Linked DNA regions of Rattus norvegicus: region 1 is linked to region 2. The links are chromatin contacts, called in public Hi-C maps. All regions are on one chromosome and are shown on one strand. The core of a region is the stretch at or near the end of the contact, and the rest is flanking DNA. Distances in the headings are between cores, read along the strand shown.

What was found. Hi-C and Micro-C count contacts between places; a contact is called where the count stands out from the background.
Region 1: a contact with region 2 is called in a Hi-C map of kidney, with 4 times the contacts expected there. The contact joins the enhancer-like site here to the promoter of Mcm3 in region 2. A contact is called at or near these places in 2 of 12 Hi-C or Micro-C datasets (kidney and mammary epithelial cells).

The regions. Positions count from the first base shown.
Region 1 is chr9:31,077,577-31,084,578 of GRCr8, reverse strand. No RefSeq gene overlaps it. Among named protein-coding and RNA genes, the nearest start is that of Gsta3l1, 35 kb to the left of the region's middle. Within about 2 kb of position 5,073, at least 68 of the 93 cell types and tissues checked have an H3K27ac peak or open chromatin away from gene starts, as enhancers often do. A contact at or near this core is called in kidney, where this site is marked.
Region 2 is chr9:30,731,490-30,737,999 of GRCr8, reverse strand. It overlaps Mcm3 (minichromosome maintenance complex component 3), which reads left to right and starts at 4,254. Exons shown (of 17, transcript NM_001191805.2): 1 at 4,254-4,422; 2 at 6,406-6,510. The coding sequence starts at 4,345. It also overlaps the pseudogene Cct7-ps4.

The DNA of each region.
Region 1 (7,002 bases), core at 3,824-6,323, 350 kb before region 2:
CAAGACCCATTCAACTGAGCAGATGAAGCTTAACAGCAAAAGTTGCACAGCGTTGCCCTTCCTGGGTTTTTGTTGTTATTGTTGTTTGTTTGTTTGTTTGTTTTTCTGTTTTTTTTTAATCAGTGGGGCCCCTGATTTCCGGATTCTGCCAAGATCCCACTTGGTTCTTTAGACTTGGGACCCCAACTCTACTGTATCAAGCAAAAAAAGGATATGCGTGACTTCTTGTTTCTGTATATAAAAGGGGCCTGACAGTTCTTCATCATCAAACAAACAACAGGTATTCACAGATCTGTCTTCATTTCACTCTGAAAACATCACATAAGACGACGCCTTTTAGCATTTTTATCTTACAGATGGAGACATTGGGTTTCCAAAGAGGCTCGCCTGAATGAAGTGCAGTCCGAGGGATTCGGAGTCACTTTTATTTCAAGTCAATCACTTTTCACAGACAGTGGGGTTCAAAGTGCTTGTGTCAGACCTCAAGGACATGGAAAGGGACAGGGGGTGGTGGAGGGCAGAAAAGGAGTACATGGAGGGTCTTCAGCCTCACTCACAGCCATGTGGGCTCACGCACATGTCCACTCGCTCATCCTACACGGTAACACACAGCTTGATCAAGCCCACTCAAAGCAGCTGGATAACCTTTGATTATCTCACCTGCTCGGGGGAAGGTAGAACACAGCAAAGAGTCAGAGCCCGAAAACCCAGAGCTCCTGGAATAACCTTTATAGAGCTCCTGTCGTAACGTGTATAAAGCACCTGGTGTGACTAATCACATCATGATAATGCAAGTAAAAGGCTCATTGAAAGCAGGGGCCCAAGAGCTGAGACCGGGAGATACAGCTACCCATTCTGAAGCTCTTTTTATAAAACATTTAGGGTATATAGTGCTGCTTGCACACATACACACACACACACACACACACACACACACACACACACAGAGTTCTGCACTACATATATACATATACATATATATAGTACTGTACACAGACATATATAATGCTGCATATACACACACAGAGTTCTGCACTACATATATACATATACATATACATATACATATACATATACATATACATATACATATACATATACATATACATATACATATATATAGTACTGTACACACATATATAATGTTGCATATATATAATGCATATATATTATATATATAATGCTTCACACACATACACACAGAGTTCTGCACTACATATATATATACATATACATATATAGTACTATACACACACATATATAATGTTGCATATATATAATGCATACATATTATATATATAATGCTTCACACACATACACACACAGAGTTCTGCTCTGCACTACATATATATATATAGTACTATACACACACATATATAATGCTTCACACACATACACACATGCACACATACATACATACACAATATATCTAGCATTTGTAAGGCCTTAGATTCAGTTTCCATGCACCACCGAAAAGGAAGAAATATTATCAGTGACAAAGTCTAGCAAATTAAGAGAACTATCTCCCTGAGCTGCCCAAAGCCACTGGGGCAAGAGTGTCATCCCTTAATAATCCGAAGGGAGCCATGGACAAAGTGAACCTCTTCCATTTAGGGGTATATAAACCCAGTAGATTGTCTAATACCTGACGGGAATATTCTCTTGTGAAAGTAGTCTCTAGTATACTTTTTAGGGCTATTGAGAAGTTACAATGAACTAAGGTAGATGTAATATTGCTAACTGCTTTGAAAGGCTAGTCACAACTCCCCAGTTCTGGAGAGATGGGTATGTGCATAAACACCCGGCTAGCCCTTGCCAGTCTGAACATCCACCACTCCCCGGGACACAGGGAAAGTGTTCAGCACTGTGGAGTACTGTTAAAGCAGGCTGTATGACAGGTTCTCCCTCTCTTCTGTCTGGGCAGCCTTGAGTGGGGAAACTATCAGTCAAGCAGTTCCATCACTAGATGGCCGTTGGAAACCCTGATGGTTCAGAAACTTTTTCATCACTCTAAAACCCTCAGCAGCTGGAGAGAAGGACGTGTTCCAGCTATGATCACCCCGGACGGTAGGAAATCAGCACCTTACACAAAATGAGCTTGGTGAGTTCTAGATGCCCTCGAATAGGCTGCAGCCATTTTCACTAAGGCCAGAGACAGGACAGGGCAGTTCCGCTAAGGTCTGAGATGAATACAAGCAGCCCTTCATTGTATCAAAACTATTGTTGTCGATCCACTTGCCATGCTTGGCCATCGAAACTACAGCTGCTCTACTGTGTCCACTACACTGCTGATCTGATACCTAGGCTGCTTCTTTGTGTTAACAGTTCAGCCATGCTACAGAGATGGGAACGGACCTCAAAAGGAGCCTTTTACTGAATCTACTATTTTAAAACAAAGGGGACACAGCACATGAGAAGATCTCCCTGATAAATCACCAAGAGAACCGAACAGCCCCCTTATATGTTCAGACAGGCGTTTGTACAACACAGCAAGTCTTGTATGCAAATAAAGGTTTGTATTTGGACCAATCACAGCACTGGCCCATCCCATATCTCCCCCACCCCCGCTCCCCCAACTCCCAGCAGTCCTTCTGCTGGATCACAAGGGGGAGGTGCTTCCCCTCTGGCCTAGGTGAAAATGGTTGCTACAATGTTTATGCAGTTTCCTCAAGACATTTGGAGAAAGTTCAAAATGAGAGTAATAAAATAAAGGGACTTTAGCTGGCTGGAAGGCTGACAGTTCTTTTGTGTAAAAGGCACAAAAAGAACTTTGCTTATTCCCAGGAGCATGAAAAGGAGCAAGTGTGCTTACAGTCAGAACCTGAAGGCTGTATTGTTAACCGGCATTACTGATTTTTACCAGGGCTTTAAGGTGCTTAACATCCGCCTAGTGCCCCGGAGAAAGGGAAGGATCCCAAAGCTCTCTCAAAACTATGGGGATTTAACTCACAAAAGATGAAAGCTCAGCCCCTGTAGCTCAAAATCTGAGGTAGAAGCTGATATCAAATAAGTAATGTCCAAGTAATTCAAGGAACGTCTAAACTGAGAAACTACCACAGCAGCTGCAGGTAAAACACATTAATCAGGGTCAACAACTTACGTGAAGGCCAGGTCCTGAGGGTCGGGCTGAAAAGGGAAGCACGCCAACAGTTGCTACACAAATTAGATAAAATTCTAGACACTCGTGTTCATGTATATTACAGAGAAACAACACTTTGGTATAAATACGGTCCGTGCAGTGTTTGAGACATTCTGACGTACTCGGATTGTTCCTTCTGTTTGTCTTAAGTCCCTATTTGACTGGGAGTTCTGTATCTTGTTTGGAACACAGCAAGAAAGGACTCCGGTTCGCCAACTGGTTGCTTTTTTTTTTTTTTTTTTTTTTTTTTAACAAGCATTGCCTTCTAGCTGAGCTCAAAACTGAGTTTAGCAACTGCTGTAGCCTGTGTTATGTTCACAGAAACCACACAACTCAGGTCCTTGGAAAAGCCAACCACGTAGACAAATCGAAATCTAACTGAAATGCTCCAAGTTTTAATTACAGCCTTGAAAGGGACGAGTTAACCAGTCATTTTGCAAGAGCAGCAACAGCAGTAAAGAGACAAAGGGTGGCTGCCTCCCACTGCGGTAAGAGAAAGCAGTCAGGACAATAAAAGACAGTTTCAAGTTCTTGGGAGCAGTTCAAGGGAACAGTCAGGACAATAAGAGAAGGATTGTAGAAATATAGAGAAGGCAAAAAAACAAAAAACAAAAACAAAAACGTGGGGGAGGGGACAAAAAGTTGAGGCTGAAGGGCTAAGAATGTAGCTTTCTGTTGACAGAAGAAGGCTTATCTCGCGTGCACATGGCCCTACGTCCAAGCTCTAATATTACATAAAACTAAACATGATGGTGTCAGCCCTATAATCCCAGCACTTGAGAAGTAGAAAAAGGAGGACCACAAGTTCCAGGCTGCCCATGGCTAGAGCAAGTTCAAGGCCAGCATGGACTACATGAGACCCCTTCTCTGAAAGAAACAGGGGATGACGGAGTTCCAGAATGCAGAAACTGAAAGAGGACGGAAGACTAAAAGAGCTATGAGCGCCATGGCCTAGAAACTGCAAGTCCTGCCAGTTAGAAGAACTCCAAAGAGTAGTCGAGTTTCCAACCGCAAGGGTCTCCAATACTCTAAAGCAGTCGATCACAACCTTCCTAATGCTGCGTGGGACCCTTTAATACTGTTCCTCTTGTTGCGGTGACCTCCAGCTATAACATTATTTTCGTTGCTACTTCATAACTATAACTTTGCTACTGCTATGAACCATAATGTAAACATCTGGTAGGCAATGGGGACTTAAAAGGATCTAAAGAAAGGTAACGCCATTCAGAGTGATTTTTGAAAAACTGCTCTGGTTGTAAGTGGAAAAGAGACTAGAGCAAGGGAAGCGCGTTCTCCATCGCACCTGTCTGCTCCCTCCCTAGCCTAAGGCAGGGGAGGGAGAAGTGACTGCCCCTGGCTTCAAACTGATACAACTACTGATGAGCTGTGAAAACTAGGCAAGGTCTTTAATGGCTCTAACTTTGCATGCGCATTTTACATGCTGAGGCTTTAACCAAGACGTTCCCTTGTCCTTCCTGGACACAAAAGACATTTCCCAGCGACGCCTGCATGATTCTGACAAGATTGGAATATCGGAATTCATGAGCTCACTCTGCAACCTTCCCCAAGACTCTGACACTAGGAAGGTGGAAGGCCTAGGAGAGTTAGGTCTGTGAATTAGAAAGTCAAAACATTGTCCGCAGGTGGCAGGAGGATGGGGGACAGTCTTGACACCCTGGTCTGTGGTCAGGGAGGGACAGCAAAGTCCCTTTTATTTCTGCACCTTAGCAAGACAACAGGGAAGTCAGCACTGTGGGACGAATATATACATCTGCTGTCCTAAGCCAGAGACTGTGGTGGGGGCAGAAAGAGCGGCTTGCAAGCGCAACACCTCATTCCGGAAGCAATCTCAGCGCAGCCGCACTCCCAGGCTGCAGCTCATCCCCCTCAAACCCGGGGAAGGGGCCCGGGCTAAGCCCGCAGCGCGCATGCGTAGTCATCTCATCGAGCCCCTCCCAGGAGTGTGGGTATTGCTCAGCCGCCTAGAGAGTCCGACCCTGAGAATGGCTGCTCCTAAATCCAGAATGGATTTTGCTGCCCCCTACTGGGCTGGCTGACACTTGCAGCACGTACATTATCCGTTGCATTATCAGCTGGATCACAGAAGGAAGAAAGATCTCTAGCTGGGAAGTTTTTCTTTCAAGGGACCCTGGTGGAAACTTTGGAGCCAAACAACGTGCACGCTGTCTATAAATTGTTACTATTTTCAGCGGAGAGAGCTGGCGTTCTAAGAGGTGAAGTAGTATGTCCACAGTCAGAGTCCAAGTTGATAAAGCCCAAGTGCCCGTACAGCTCACTACCTTGGCAGGTGTGGGCATAGCATCATGATCCGCTTTACTCTGTGAGAGCAGGATAGCCAGTAGATGTCTGGGAGGAATGGCACAGAACGCCACCGTTGGAAAGCATTTGGAGTCTTGCGTGTCCAGGGGAATTAGTTCCCAGAAAAGAACCTTAAATCGACATGAAATTGTGCCTCGCGTTTTGCCTGAAAACAGGACGAACCTTCTGCCCTCTGTCATACAGCAGTAGTCCTGGTATTGAGGAAGTCCAGGAATCCAGGGTTGGTAGAGTGGGGGAATAAACAAATTTCCCCCAACACACAAAGGAATCTAATATGTAGATTAAATCTTGTGACATTCCTTTGCTGAACCTATTTCTCTCTCTCTCCCCTCTCCCCTCTCCTCTCTCCCCTCTCCTCTCTCCCCTCTCCTCTCTCCTCTCTCCTCTCTCCTCTCTCCTCTCTCCTCTCTCCTCTCCCCTCTCCCCTCTCCCCTCTCCCCTCTCCCCTCCCCTCTTCCCTCTCCCCTCTCTCCTCTCTCCTCTCTCCTCTCTCCTCTCTCCTCTCTCCTCTCTCCTCTCTCCTCTCTCTCTCTCTCCTCTCTCCTCTCTCTCTCTCTCTCTCATATTTCGGAAGCAATGTGACTGCTTTTGAGAACTGGGAAGTCTAAGCTGCTCCTAGGGAATCAAACTCTAGAAGAGTTACAGGAACACTGGCAACAAGACACATGGATGTGGAGGCATCTGCATCCTGAATTTTGCCTTCCAGTTTTCCTTGCTTGCCTTCTTACCTCCTGCTTGTCCACCCTCACCCTAGCCTTCTCTCTTTCCTCAGACTCACAGCACTCTTTCCCTACTCAAAATCAAATGAGAGCCTTCCTCTTATTCCTCATTGTTTCAACATTAGGACCCGAATACATAGCTTTCTCTCTGCGAAAGTAATCTTCCTTCTAAGAGCAAGTGTCTCAGGCTAGCTGCTCCAAGATCTCTTTCACCTAGCAACTAAAAACTTAGAAGATGGAAACAGGTACATTCCGTTTCTATTGTACTCATGTTGTCTAAACTATTTAAAGAATCCTCTGTACACTGTGGGGATCACACACTTGCAAATATATAGGAAGAGGACCTTCCCTGGGCTCAACTTCCAGCCGCCAAAGCCAGCAAACCTATTTTACAAACTGATAAACAGGGGCAAACTAAGTCGGTTCATAGCCACCACGAAGGCACTGCAGAAAAGAATTGCAGGGATGCTACACAAAGAAGAGGAAGAATGTTTGGATCGCATGAGCGTAGGAGAGAATGAGTTAATGGCAAGAGTGAGTGGTCAAGGAGAATCCATGTGATTCCTGTTGTACCCTACACAGTAAATCAGCTAAGCCCTAGCACAGTTAGGAAAGGAAAAGAAGAAACAATAATATGCCCAATAAAATCACCATTCCGTAGTAACCTTAAATGTAATGACTTTGGCTCACCAGTCTGATGGACTGGATTTTAAAAACTAGATCCAAGCGTCTATGGTCTCCAAGAAACACACCTCACAGGTAAAGACACCTATGGGTGGAGAGCCAGAGAATGGGAGACAATCT
Region 2 (6,510 bases), core at 3,005-5,504:
TTGAGCTGGGTATTATGTCTAACTTCATTTGAAAGGCTAGGATACTAAGGTACAGAAGGGATAAACAAATTGCCCATAGTTACACTGATGTAAGCATAGAATTCAAACATAGCAATCAACATTGACTATCTTCGCACTCTTCTGCATATGACGTTTCTGACTGAGCCACACCACACAGAACAGAGTTGCTTGGGTGGGCAAGTCTGCATGTGTGGATTATTTCTTAATCTTATCTAATACCTTGTCTTAGTTATGATGGTTTTACTGCTGTGAACAGATACCATGACCAGGGCAACTCTTACAAGGTTCACATTTCACAGAGGATGACTTACAGGTTCAGAAGTTCAGTACGTTATCATGAAGGTGGGAGAATGGAAGCACGCAGGCAGGCATAGTGCAGAAGGAGCAGAGAGTTCTACATCTTCATCTGAAAGCTGCTAGGAGGAGAATGGCTCCCAGGAACCTAGGATGAGGGTCTTAAAGTCCACGCCCACAGTGACACACCCACTTCAACAAGGCCTCACCTCCTAATATTGCCACTCCCTTAGCCAAGCCTGTACAAACCCTCACATACCTGAAGCACAGACTGTCTGCTCTCCACATTTTTTTTTTTTTGGTTCTTTTTTTCGGAGCTGGGGACCGAACCCAGGGCCTTGCGCTTCCTAGGTAAGCGCTCTACCACTGAGCTAAATCCCCAGCCCCCTGCTCTCCACATTTATGTGGCCTTTGTGACAGTGTCTGATGTCAGTTTTCCCAGGAGCATAAAGCAAATTAAAAGGCACTATTTGAGATATTTTTGCAATATATAATGTTGTTTAATGAATGGAAGGACACATGTTGTTTGAGGGAAGTATTCATTTATTGCGAGTTTGTATTTTGTCTTCAAGTATTTTCTCCTTCTCCTCCTCCTCCTCTTTCTTCAACTGAACAACCTTAACTTTTATTTACTTAACCTCCAGTGAGAACACAGCAGACAAATCAACCATTTCCCGCATCCCCCGACCCATTCACCTCACAGGGAGTTGCACAGAATACCTCTCAATGGAGGTGGCCTTGGCCTTGGCCCAGCCAGCTGCTGGAGCTAAAGCATCCACAGTAGAGCAGGGGTTCTTGATAGTCTCATCCACAAATACAATAAGGCAGATTGCTGTCAGAGCATTGAGGTGCACCATGACTCCCACACAAAGGCCTGAAAGATGTCAGTGACATCTTCATTGTTGATGTCCACCCCCTACAACATCATCCCCCTGTGTATGTCAAGCCCACAGTTTGTTGAGAATGTTTGTGGCATGAAAGCCAGCATTGTCACATAGCTATCTTGGAACAATCTGCAGGTCCTTGGCATATGCCCCAATCAACAGCTGCTGTGTCCCTGGAATGGTCCTTGAGCAATCTCTCAGATATTTTGAAAGCTCTGTGCCAATGGTTCAGCCACCAGCCACCACAGAGCCTTTCTCTTTCTTTCTTTGAGTACACTGTAGCTGTCTTCAGACACACCAGAGGAGGGCATCAGATCCCATTACAGATGGTTGTGAGCCACCATGTGGTTGCTGGGAATTGAACTCAGGACCTCTGGAAGAGCAGTCAGTGCTCTTAACAACTGAGCCATCTCTCCAGCCCCACAGAGTCATACTTGATGACACTCCTCACAAACATGATGGCACCATGCAGGGATAAACTGCTCAGCGCCACCACAGAGGATGATGCTACATGTCTTGGCCTTAGGATGAAGAAATTACACCTCTCTCCTCCAATTTGGGTCTCTTCAGACACCTGGCTGTGGCCCAGCACATCTGGAATCAGAGCCTTCACATTCATTAGTCTCTTCAGATCCTCCTCCAGCCTGCAACAGGAGGAGGATCCCTATCAACAAAGTACCGGGTGGCCAGATTAACAATAGGGAATTTAGAGAAGATGACTTTGGCTCCAGACTATGACTAACTTGCCGTCGAGAATGTTCTGCTTGTCATCAACAATTTCCTTGTATTCATCTGCCGTGTGGACTGTAGTCTCAACATTATCTTTCTGTGCTTTCAGCTTGAGCTCAACATTTAAGAGGGTTCTTATACTTCTTGGGCTTCCTTTCAAACCCAGCCCAAGAGAAAGTGTTCTTGAACACGACACCAGGCACCAGCCAAGACTCCTCTAGGGCTCGTCCCTGAATCTTCTTGGTGCCAGTCATTTCAAGCTGCAGCAAACTCATCAAGCATCATCACTGCATCAGACACCACCTTGGCAAAGCAGACCTTCTGTTGGGAGATCAGCTCGGAGCTCGGGGCTGTCACTGCAGACTTCTCTAGCATCTTCCTCTGCTCCACTTTATCTTGCTTCTTCACGGTCATAGCAATCTCTTTGATTTTGTTAACAGCCAACTAGGAGGCCGTACAGAAAGCTCGGATGATGATCTGAGGGTGTAAACCTCCCTCCACATAGGACTTCACTGTTTCAGAAACTCCTCAGCCAGCAGGGTCACCAAGGTGGTGCCCAACTTCAGTGTCTTGGGATCTGGCAATGTCCACTAAAGTCTTTGCTGCAGGATGGACACCGTTTCAGAATTTCAGAGTTTCAGAATTGCGGCCCAATCATTAGAATTTGCTTTGCCTTGGCCATCCACAACAAGTTGCCGGGAGGATCCAGGGTGACTCTTACAGCCTCAGCAACACTCGGCAAGCATTGTCAAGCTCACGAGCTGTTGTGCTAGTAAAAAGATAGAGGGGGGATATGTTCTATGGAGGTCTGGGGAAAGGGGGTTTCTCAGCAGGCCCATGCTGAGACATCCCTTCCCCCTAAGGGACCAGCCACACATGATGACAGTATAGTATAGAATAGAGTTTATTCAAATCATGGGGAGGGGAGTTAAGAGGGTAGAAGGGCAGAGAAAGTCAGAGAAAGAGAGAGAGAGAGAGAGAGAGAGAGAGAGAGAGAGAGAGAGAGAGAGAGAAGTAGAAAAGGAGAGGAGGAGAGTAGAGGCCGGCCATGAGCACATGGAGAGAAGGGGGGGGAGGGAATGGGGAGAGAAGTGACAAAGAAAAAAGAGGGTAAGAGCAAGAGAGCAAGAGAGGGGCAAGAGGGAGCAAGAGCGTGAGGACGGGGCAAGCAGCCCCTTTTATAGTGTCAGGCATACATGGCTGTCGCCAGGTAACTGTGGGGGTGGAACTTAGACAGAATGCTAACATATGTATGTGTGTCTTCATTTTGAGTCAGACCATAGGGGAGCCATTGACAAAACTCATCTGGACTTATGAAAGGCAGGTGCACGCATGTACCTAATTGTTTTTCCTTCATTTGTTTTGGTGGCTAAACCTAGGGCTCTATATGTCACCCATCAGGCTCCTGCTGAGCTGCATTCCTTGTCTTCTTTTTTATTTTTAAGGAACCATCTGATTTCCTGCTTATCTATCTCATGTCCTTATGAATGCAGGAAGAAATGCCAATCACATATCTCCGTGTCTTCAAGGTTGCGGATCAAGACACAGCCAATCAAGGCGGTACTAAAGGCAATAGCACGATTGATTCAGTGAATAAAATTTGTCTTTATACCATTTCTAATGTGCCATCGACTCTTGGAATACTGGTGATGGCTTACTGGAGAGTTTTGAATTCAGACTTCACATTTTTTTCTTTTTCTTTTTCTTTTTTTTTTTATTTTTCGGAGCTGGGGACCGAACCCAGGGCCTTCCGCTTGCTAGGCAAGTGCTCTACCGCTGAGCTAAATCCCCAACCAGACTTCACATTTTGTATATGAGGAAATGAAGGCTAGAAAAACAAGTGTTTTAAACTTAATAATATGGAGGCTAAAGAGATGGATCCGTGGGTTTCGATTTCCTCTTTCAAAAATACAAGGTGAAGAAAGATTGAGGAAGACACCGGATGTCAACCTCTGTCTTCATATGTACGCGTGCTTATGGGTTACAGACTTGGACTCCTCAGTAAATCCTAACTTCCCATTTGACAAAACTACCTACAGATTTTAAAAAAAGAAAAGAAAAGAAAAGAAAAAAGAAAAAGAAACAAAAGGTGGGGAGGACCACAACTCCCAGAATGCAGTGCTTCCTAGTCTTCCTTGTTGCTCAATGGCTAGGGGGTGGGTTTTGAGCCTCTTTTCTGTGTCATTGGCCAGCCTTCCTATTAGGGCGGAGAAAGCGACCATTTCTCTCCAATCCAAGAACCGAATAAAAGGCTATTGAAGAAGTCAGCCAATTAGAACGCGTCTGTGCTCCCTGCTTCCTCCACCATAAACTTCCGTGGCGGGAAAACTTGGGAAGTTTTCGCGCCAGGGAGGAGTCACACACGTTTTTATTTTTTGCGGGACTCTTTGGTGGCCGGCGATTTCGGGGCAGCGGCATGGCGGGTACCGTAGTGCTGGACGACGTGGAGCTGCGCGAAGCGCAGAGAGACTACTTGGACTTCCTGGACGACGAGGTGAAATTCGGGCTGCGAGCCGGGTGCTGGGGTTCCCGCGGGTGACGGAGTGGCTGATGGGGTCTCTGTTGGTGACCGGGCACGGTGCTGGGGTTCCGCGGGTGCCGGAGCACAGCTAAAGGGGTCCCCGCGGGTGACCTGACCCGGGTGACCGGGCACGGTTCATGGGGTCCCCGCGGGTGACTTGGCCCGGGTGATGAGACACGGCTGATGGGGTTTCCGCGGAGGGCCCAGGCCGCTGATACGTCCTGTTATCTTTTTTTTCTTTTTCCTTCTTCAGACAGACCTCAAGATTTTAAAAGCTACTTTCCTTTCATGTTAATTATACGTACTAGTTTCATTATGAAAACTTCATAAACATATAATGTATTCTGGTCATATTTCTTTCTTTCTCACCACTCCTTTTCATTGCTGCTACTGATCACCCACGCCTAATTACTGTCTTTTTTTTTTTTTTTAAATGAGTCAATGGGTTTTCTCTTGTTTTTTGTTTGTTTGCCGTGTTGTAGATGGTACCCAGGCCTTGTGCTTGCAGTCACCCCCACCTCCACCCCCACCCCTAAACTTGAAAGGAGACTGGTCAGGTGTAAACAGATGAAAGGCCGTCTTAACCCTTCCTTGGAAGGGCTAATGCAACTGGCTCCCAGCCCTCAGATTTAATGACTGATGGGGTGGGGGCGGGACTAACAACTTAGGCTTTCTTTTTGAGAATTCAAAGTGTTTTCTATGCAGGTAAGATGGGGTTTAAGTGTAACCTAAATTTTAAAGGATGTTGAGCCCTGTAAGTTTGTTGATGAAAAGCAGTTTGAATTTTAAGAGTATTTATTTATTTACTAGTCTTTAAGATTTAGGTCATTCTAAGTCCCAGCTAAAATGTAAGCCTATAGGACAACTGTCGATTGTAGTAGCATGTGATAGGGGATGCTGGGCAGGAGGAAAGGTTGTCTGCAGCCATCTACTCCCTGGGCACCATTTGAGATGTGTATCGACATGCTGGCATTCTTGTGTGTAAGTGACATAATTAGTATCCAGTGTCATTTTCGTTGGTGTAGGCTTTAAGTAGCTCCCAAGTTCCAGCTTTGGACTTTTGAATACCTTCATGTTGACTTCCCCTCCACATCCCCCCATCATGAACCCCATTATACATTGAATGCTAACCGGTCCCCAATGCTCTCGTGATAAAGACAACAGGTATGCTTTCCTTGTCCAGAAAGGCCTAGACCTTACCCCATGATAAGGGAAGCCTGCTTTATAACGTAGGGAAGATCATCTTTCAGACAGAAGCATGTCGTACCAGAGGACAAGATAAAGAACACAGAAATGACTGTCCTGCCTTCATGTTATCCGTCCTTAAGTACCTCAAGTTCTTGATACAGCTGCAGACCCCGCTGTTGTGTTTACCTGTCTTCTGAATGACACTTGTCTCCGGCTACCTTCAGGAAAGGCTTGCTCTCACTTGAAGACCCCTCTTTCTACCAGTGTTTACAGGGTCTCACTGTGAACCTATCTGCTCGTTTGCTCTTTTGGTTGTTGCTCTTAAAGCAGTCTTACTCTGTAGCCTAGCTTTAGATTCAGTGGTGATCCTCCTGCCTCAGATGCCTGAGTGTTGGAATTGTAGCGAAGCTCCGTGAGTTCTAAACAGCTTTTCCTCTTTGTGTCTCTCCCTCCCGGCAGCTTTGGAGATCCAAGCTTGCTATCAGTACAACCAAGAACCTGTAGAAAGGGGTCCCTGGGTGTCGTAGGTGACATTGACTTTATGATTCTTAGAGTCTCCTGATAGCTTGTGGGTGAAATCTGAGGCCAGAGAAAATGAAAGGGAGGGACTGAAGAACAGACTTTGTGTTCATCTGGGGTCTAGAGGGCTCCTTTCCAGGGTTGCTTCCGGTCTGAAACACTTTTGAGTTGTAAAGCTGTTTTGATATGTCTTAATTGATTTAATATGTCAAACAGTATGATTTGATCTGTCTTACTCCCGCTTCACAGGAAGACCAAGGAATTTACCAGAATAAAGTTCGGGAGCTGATCAGTGACAACCAGTATCGGCTGATTGTCAATGTGAATGACCTGCGCAGGAAAAATGAAAAGAGG